Regions from separate parts of the Pan troglodytes genome. Here region 1 is linked to region 2. A link is a contact called in public HiChIP or PLAC-seq data. All regions are on one chromosome and are shown on one strand. The core of a region is the stretch at or near the end of the contact, and the rest is flanking DNA. Distances in the headings are between cores, read along the strand shown. Region 1 holds the start of IST1 (IST1 factor associated with ESCRT-III). Region 2 holds the start of DHX38 (DEAH-box helicase 38).

The links. HiChIP or PLAC-seq counts read pairs in DNA pulled down with a chosen protein or histone mark.
Region 1: a contact with region 2 is called in an H3K4me3 HiChIP or PLAC-seq map of stem cell-derived excitatory neurons, with 3 times the contacts expected there. The contact joins the promoter of IST1 here to the promoter of DHX38 in region 2. A contact is called at or near these places in 1 of 7 Hi-C or Micro-C datasets (stem cell-derived neural progenitor cells) and 1 of 1 datasets of contacts at active chromatin or transcription factors (stem cell-derived excitatory neurons).

The regions. Positions count from the first base shown.
Region 1 is chr18:70,780,828-70,784,709 of NHGRI_mPanTro3-v2.0_pri, forward strand. IST1 (IST1 factor associated with ESCRT-III) reads right to left here and starts at 2,487. Exons shown (of 10, transcript NM_001280382.1): 1 at 2,430-2,487.
Region 2 is chr18:70,559,234-70,563,250 of NHGRI_mPanTro3-v2.0_pri, forward strand. DHX38 (DEAH-box helicase 38) reads right to left here and starts at 1,877. Exons shown (of 27, transcript XM_063797359.1): 1 at 1,628-1,877. TXNL4B (thioredoxin like 4B) reads left to right here and starts at 2,024. Exons shown (of 6, transcript XR_008540062.2): 1 at 2,024-2,311.

The DNA.
Region 1 (3,882 bases), core at 1,237-3,736, 220 kb after region 2:
AGTAGCTGGGAGAACAGGCACCCTGCTAATTTTTGTATTTTTAGTAGCGACGAGGTTTCGCCATGTTGACCAGGCTGGTCTCCAACGCCTGATCTCCTGATCTGCCCGCCTTGGCCTCCCAAAGTGCTGGGATTACAGGCGTGAGCCACCACTCCCGGCCTCAGTGTTTCCTTTTTTTTTTTTTTTTTTTTTTTTTTTTTTAAGACAGAGTCTCACTCTGTGGCCCAAGCTGGATCTTGGCTCACTGCAACCTCCACCTCCTGGGTTCAAGCAATTCTCCTGCCTCAGCCTCCCAAGTATTACAGGCGCCCGCCACCATGCCCAACTAATTTTTGTATTTATAGTAGAGAGGGGGTTTCACCATGTTGGCCAGGCTGGTCTTGAACTCCTAACCTCACATGATCCGCTCACCTCAGCCTCTCAAAGTGCTGGGATTACAGGCATGAGCCACAGTGCCCCGCACCAAGAGAGTTTCTTTTTTTTTTTTTTTTTTTTTTTTTTTTGAGACAGAGAGTGTCTCTGTCACCCAGGCAGGAGTGCGGTGGTGCAATCTTGGCACATTGCAACCTCCACCTCCCAGGTTCAAATGATTCCCCTGCCTTGGCCTCCCAAGTAGCTGGGATTACAGGTGCCCACCACCACACTTGGCTAATTTTTTTTGTATTTTTAGTAGAGAAGGGGTTTTACCATGTTGGCCAGGCTGGTCTCAAACTCTTTACCTCAAGTGATCTGCCTGCCTCAGCCTCCCAAAGTGCTGGGATTACAGGCGTGAGCCACGGTGCCTGGCCAAGGGTGTTTCTTAAGGTATAGTTTTACAAAGCTATACTCATGGACTGAGCAATATAGAATCCTTCTCATCGTATCTTGTTACAGTCTAAAACCTTGTAGTAAACGCTGTCTAATATTCCACTCAGTAATAATTTTTTCTTTTTAAGACGGATTCTCACTCTGTCACCCAGGCTGGAGTGCAGTGGCACGATCTCAGCTCACTGCAACCTCCGCCTCTCGGGTTCAAGCAAGCAATTCTCCTACCTCAGCCTTTGGAGTAGCTGGGACTACAGGCCACACCAACACTCCTGGCTAATTTTTGTATTTTTAGTAGAGACAGGGTTTCACCATGTTGTCCAGGCTCAAGCAATCCTCCTACCTCAGCCTCCTGGACTATAGATGCGGGCCTCCACGCCTGGCTGTTTTTATTTTTGTAGAGAACGGGATTTTGCTATGTCGCCCACGCTGTTCTCCAACTCCTAAGCTCAAGTGATCATCCCACCTAGCCCTCCCCAAGTACTGGGATTACAGGGGTGAGCCACCACATCTGGCCAGTTTTATCTTCTAATGACTATTACCAAGTCCCCCTATCCCAGAAGTTCTGAGGAAGCAAATTTCCCACAAACTATTGGCTTGTAAGTACAAAAGCCAAAAGGCTTCTACTGGGAAAGGAGAGGGAAATATATACATATATATTTCAACTATTACTAAATTAGAAAAACACAGACATAGGAGGGGTATAGATAAAACAAGATTAGGCATGAGTTGATCGTGTTTGAAGCTGGATGACAGAATTCATTATACTCCTGTCTGCTTGAAATTTTCCATAATAAAAAGTTAAAATATTACACATAATTTTAAAATTCAAGTTTCCCCTAAAGATCTAAGACCAGACTTTAAGTTTACTACGACAGACAGTGTCTTTTGTAATTAACCTACAGCTCCTGGGTCCCGACCCTCCTCAAAGTTTATGCTGTTGAGTTCCAAGAGGTCACCTCCAGCACCCCGGAAGAAGAGCACCGAGAAAAACAAAGAGGAGAGGCGCAAAGATCCTTCCAAGACCTCTCACTACACACGCAGGGATCCGAGAAAGCGGGCAGAGGCCGCTCCTTACTTCGGCGAAAGAAATTGTAATTTTCTCAGGCCAAAGTGGACCCAAGTCCGTTCCCCCAACCCAGGAACAAGCCCAGGAGACCACCCCGCCCGGTGGAAGCTGCCCGGACTGGGGGGCATCCGCCTCTCGCGGCACTGGAAGCTCTGACCTTCCCGAAGTCTCTCCGGGCCAGAAAAGACGGGGTAGGGGTGTCGCCGAGGAGCCCTCGCCGAGGCCGCGGCGTTTCCGCCCCAGGGAAGACACACCTCGGGGCAGGAAGACTAGAGGAAAGTTAAGCGGCTTCGAGGATCCAGGACCAGCGGCCTCCGACCCGCTCGCGGCCCTGCCACGCCCCCCACCCAGGCCTGGGCAGCCTCCTGCGCCGCGGGCCCTCGAGGGCCTGACCTCCGGTCTGACCCCCACTTCCACTATCCTTCCCTTTCTCCTCAGCTGCCCCCTCCGAAGTCGTTTGAATCCCGGGCCCTAGCGCTAACTAGAGACCGCTAAATCAGGAGCGCAGAGAGAAGAGGAAGACAGAGACCTCTGACGCCGAGGATGCCACACTCACCTAACCGAATCCTGCCGTGAACACAGCAGACACCGACTTCAGGGTTCACCATCCAAAATGGCGACTCCCTCGGCCTCAGCACAGCAAGCGCGGGCGGAGGGATCCACGGGGCCGATATAGCCACGCCCTCCTTCCCAGGGATTGGCTGCGCGATCGCCGCTGCCGGGACCCACGCGCTGACTCGGGGCACCCTCCCTCGGTTTCCTTTGGAGTCGGCGCGGCCGGGGACTACTTCCCGCGGCGGAGGCACGGGAGACGTTGGGAGAAGCGCCACGCCGACTGAGTCAGCTGCTGGGGGCGCGCCCTTAATTTCGCTCTGGGCGCGGTGAGGCCAGCCACAGCTGTTGATTCTCGGACTCTGCGCCCACGGCCTCACCGCGCCCAGTGCTTTGGTGCCGGATTCTTCCATTACCGGCTGCCAGTACCGCCTCTCTGACGCCGGGAGTTGCTCCCTAAGATCTGCTGCCGCCTTTCGCTGGACTTTCCCCCTGGGTGGAGCGGCCGAGGGGGTTTCGAAGCCTGCGTATCCCTGACTCTTCACCCAGCGCCTCCGTGTCCCTCTACGGGCTCTAAGCGTTCCCCCGCCCCGCTTTTAAGCCGTCCGGTTGCCCTTTCGACCAGCATCGCTCCGGTCTGTGTGGTGTAATTCAGTAGTGTTTCCTCAGCACCACATTCTCTGGCGATTTCCCTAATTTATCTCGGTATTCAGAGAAAACTTTTTCCTTGGTTACCTTTGTTTTTAACTTGAAAACCATTATCGCTGCTTAAACCTGGAAGGGACCTTCCCAGCACTTTGAGAGGCGGGGCGGGAGGATCGCTTGAGCCCGGGAGTTGCAGACCAGCCTGGACACCATAGTGAAACCGCATCGCTACAAAAAAAAAAAAAAAAAAAAAAAAAGTTAAAAATTAGGGGAGCGGCAGTGAGCACTTGTGGTCTCAGCTACTCGGGAGGCTGAGGCAGGAAGATCGCTTGAGCCCAGAAGGTCGCTGCTGCAGTAAACCGTGATCACGTCACAGCACTCCAGCCTGGGCTACAGAAAAAAAGAAAAAGGGCCGGGTGCGGTGGCTCACGCCTGTAATCTCAACATTTTGGGAGGCCGAGGCAGGTGTATCACTTGAAGTCGGTAATTCGAGACCAGCCTGGCCAACATGGAGGAACCCCGTCTCTACTAAAGAGGAAATTACGCATGGTGGCGCAAGCCTGTAATCCCAGCTACTCCGGAGGCTGAGAGGCAGGAGAATCGCTTGATTCTCGAGTTACAGTGAGCCGAGATCGGGCGATTGCCCTCCAGCCTGGGCAACAAGAGCGAAACAACGTCTCAAAAAAAAAAAAAAGAAAAGGGAAAAAAGAAAAAGGGGCCTCCAGAAGGAAGTCATCTGCTCCCTGCTGTGGAGGCTGCATCTAACGCTTGTACCGGGGCAGTCATATGACAAGTAGGAGCTAGCCCTTATC
Region 2 (4,017 bases), core at 627-3,126:
CGTATCTATTAAATGGAAAAAATTTTTACCTTATCTAATCCATGAAGCTATTGTGAGAATCAAACAAAAAGTGTATGTGAAACCATAAAGAGTAGCTCTTTATGTAACCATAACAGTTAACATAAATGTAACTGCTACATTATATTATTCGCTATCCTCCTATATACTGTTGGTCCCTCACCCATTTTTTTTACATGAGTTCTACCTCTTCCTCTCTTTAAACAACAGGTACAGCAGCACAGAGATGGGGCAGAAGGCTACCGTCCATGTTCTCCATACTTTAGTGGCTTTTCTTGGCCTAGCTGCGTTTTACAGAAAACAATTTACTCACAGCAGCCAAAATCAGTTTAATAACAATCCATGTTCACCAAAAATATTTATGAGAAACACCAGGTTAGGAAAAGGTGTTACTGAGAAGTATTTAAGTGGCTACAAGACTTCTGGCACTCAAGTTGGAACAAGCTCCTCTTTACCTCTCACTACACATCTGCCACTCATCAACATATACCAGTTCTGGATGCTTGGATAATTCCTCTCATTCCAACAAGTTAGCAAAGCAAAGGAGATGCCACCAGAATCCAGAATTGTTTACCAAACTCTAATTAAATGCACAGCTCTACAGAGTATTGCCAAACAGACTGGACACATAATATTAATGCAGAAACAAGAGTTACATTTTGAAAATGCCATCAGGCAGAACAGAAAAAAAGAAAGCTGCATATTGGTGACATCTGTGCGCATGTGAGGAAATCCACACAAGAAGGTAAAGATATACAGGCTCTACTCAATAGTTGTGTAAACTAGGAAAGGTACCCTGGACTGCCATTCTACGCAGTTGAGAGAACACTGGATGTGTTGTTGACTGCTGTAGCTCAATGTCTAGCAAAATAAGCGTTTGATAAATTAAAAAATGAATTAATTTAAACTTATTAAAGGAGGACAGGAACCCAAACATTTCTGGAGACAGCAAGGGAAGATTCCAGCAACACAGGACAAGGAGACAGCCAGAGAGAACTTCATTAGCTGCTGAGACGAACAAATAAGGAGCTAAAGAGCAAGATTCTTGAAAAGGATTAATGGCAAAGAAACTACAAGGCGTACGAGAAAGCCAGGGAAGAAAGAACCTGGATTCATTCATTCAACAATTATTCACTGAGGGTGTCCCTGAGCCAATTGCTGTTCTCGGCGATAGCAACAGAGAACAAGACAAAAATCCCCGCCCACCTGGAGCTGACATTCTAGTAGAAGAGATCGCCCACCAGATTGCCTGGTATAAATAACACTGTGAGAGAGCAGAGGAAGACACAAGGAGTCCTACTCGGGCTCGGTGACAGTCTGGGGTGGGTTAAAGCGGAGGCCTGGGAGAGGGAGCAAGGCCACTCCAGGCAGCATCCCTGGATCTCAGCGAGGCCGCTCCAGGCAGCAGGATTTGACCAGAGCAAGGAGGAAGGCCAAGGCGGCCAGGACGGATGCAGCATCCCTGAGGTGAGTAAGGCAAGGTGGGTGACAGGGACGACAGAGGAACTCCCGAAACTGGGGCCCGGACCTGAGCAGGGGACCAATATCCGCCGCCTGGAGCCGCCATGATTACAGAAGGGCAGGCCAGGAAGGAAGAAGGGACTCTCACCTCACCAAGCGCGACTCTTGGGACCCTTCTGTCCCGGATTCTGGGGCGCCGGCGCTGCCACCCCTCGCTCAGACAGGCTCAAGGAGCCAAAATCCACACCTTGAAAGCGGCCATTATTGTCCCTTAATACCTTGCGCGCCCCCTCTATCCGCCCAAAGCTACCATAGAGAGCAGCCTGGAACACGCCGATTCCTGGATCCAAGTGTGGAACGGTACGCCAACAGGCTCTCAAGGCCTCCTCTGGGGCTCTGATCAGACACTTCCGAGTCTCCTTGTGACCAATCACTCTTAGCCTAAGAGACTACATCCCGCCTCTAGTCTGGGGGCAGGAAAAGGAGGGGAAAAAGGTCGACCATCTTTAATACGGGCGGAGGTGACGCCTAGCTTCCGGTCAGAGCCGAGCAAGGTGGGCGGTGACTAGAAGCTCTTCCGTTTATTGGGTTGTTGAGCGGGGGCCGACCGACGGCCAGGAGTTTCTTTTCTGCGCTTGTGCGTTTTCTGTTCGGTTTCCTTCCCGCTAGCGGGGCCACGAGGGTTGCTAGGCAACAGCCCCTGGGTGACTTGGTCTTAGGGTCCTGTCCGGCTTGTGGCTGATGAAAGGAGCTGTCCGCGCCCGGGCTCTTCCGAGAAGTGGTTGCTGACAGCCACAAAGTGAAAGGGAGAGAGGCGGCGTGGACGAGTAAGGTAAGTGCTGGGGTCCCTTAGCGCTTGTGGGCCAGGAGCAGCGCAACACAGGTGACTTTAAATATGTATATCGGATATTTTGGAAAATGGAGATGCGCGCCCGGCTGTAAATAAAAATCACCCATGCGTTCACACGCAGAGATGACCACTGATTTCCAGTTGTTTTTCTGGAATACATTGTAGTAAGGTTCTGTACAAAAGTGAGTTCAAGCTTTTTTTCTTTTTTGGTGTTTCTGCAGTTGTGGCGCGCGCCTGAGGTTCCAGCTACTCGGGAGGCTGAGGCGGGAGGATTGCTTGAGCCTGGGGAGTTGAGACCAGCCTGGGCAACATAGCGAAACCCCGCCTCAGAAAAAGAGAGGGAGAGAGGAAAGCAGTGGAGTTATTGGTCAAAGAGTATGTCAGTTTTCTTTCCAGAAAGGTTTTGTGTCTGCATTCCAGCAGGAACTCCCTGTGCCTGCCCCTACCACTATCTTGTTTAATTTTTGCCAATTCAGTGACTTTGTAAACATATCTTTTAATTTGCTTTTCTTTGCTTACTAGTAAAGCTTAACTTTTTAGTTTATTTACTGTCCATTTGTACCTCTTCTTTTGGGAATTCTCTGTGGGTATCATTTACTATGGACATTTTCTTAGATGTGGTCTCAGTTTTCCTCTCCTGCTTCCAACATTGGTCCAGTTGCACACCTAGCCTCACCACTAACAACTTTGTTCTCCCCTTACTTTCTCCTTTCGATCAGTAACACAGAGGAATTGCTGTTTGTTTGAATTCTAGTGGGCCAGATCCGTCTTCTCTTTGACCTTCCCTTTCATTGGTAATTTGTTCTGCTGCTCACATCTGATGACGTCCCTTTGGGCCATCAATGTCCCTGTTTAAAGTATGACCTATAGCTGGAACAATCTTATTTCCTATGTGAATTTTAGTTAAATAATTCCTTTTTTTTTTTTTGGAGACGGAGCTTCGCTCTTGTTGCCTTGCCCAGGCTGGAGTGCAGTGGAGCGATCCTAGCTCACTGCAACCTCCGCCTCCAGGGTTCAAGCAATTCTCCTGCCTCAGCCTCCTGAGTAGCTTGGATTACAGGTGGCACCTGCCACCACGCCCGGCTAATTTTTTGTATTTTTAGTAGAGACGGGGTTTCACCATGTTGGCCAGGCTGGACTCGAATTCCTGGCCATAGGTGATCCACCCTCCTTGGCCTCCCAAAGTGCTGGGATTACAGGGGTGAGCCTGGCCTAATTCGTATCTTAAAATGTGACTTGTGACAAAAAATATAGGAAAAGAAATCCTCCCTTTTCATATTTGGAACTGAATTCAAAATACCGACCATCTCAATGGAGTCTCTTATAGATGACCACAAAACTAAGCTTCTTTGTCAAAGAGTTTCTCAAAAATGAAATTTCTACCAATCATGAAAATAGATTATTGTAGTAGAAGGACCCCTGGACTAGAAATTTGGTGGCCTGTATTCTAGTCCTTGTCATTGTAGTAGAAAGTGCAACTGTAAGCAAGCTAGTTTGTAAAATGACGGGGTTGGATTAGGTCCCTTGTACCTCAGTATTTTATTATTTGTTTATGGTATTGTAGTTTTCACACACACTCTTAATTGATCTGTTTGCCGTGTAATGAGGTGCACCTAATAAGGTGCACACCAAGAATCTTTAAGCCAGGACTTGTAATAATATAATGTATACAATAAAGGACTGTTTAA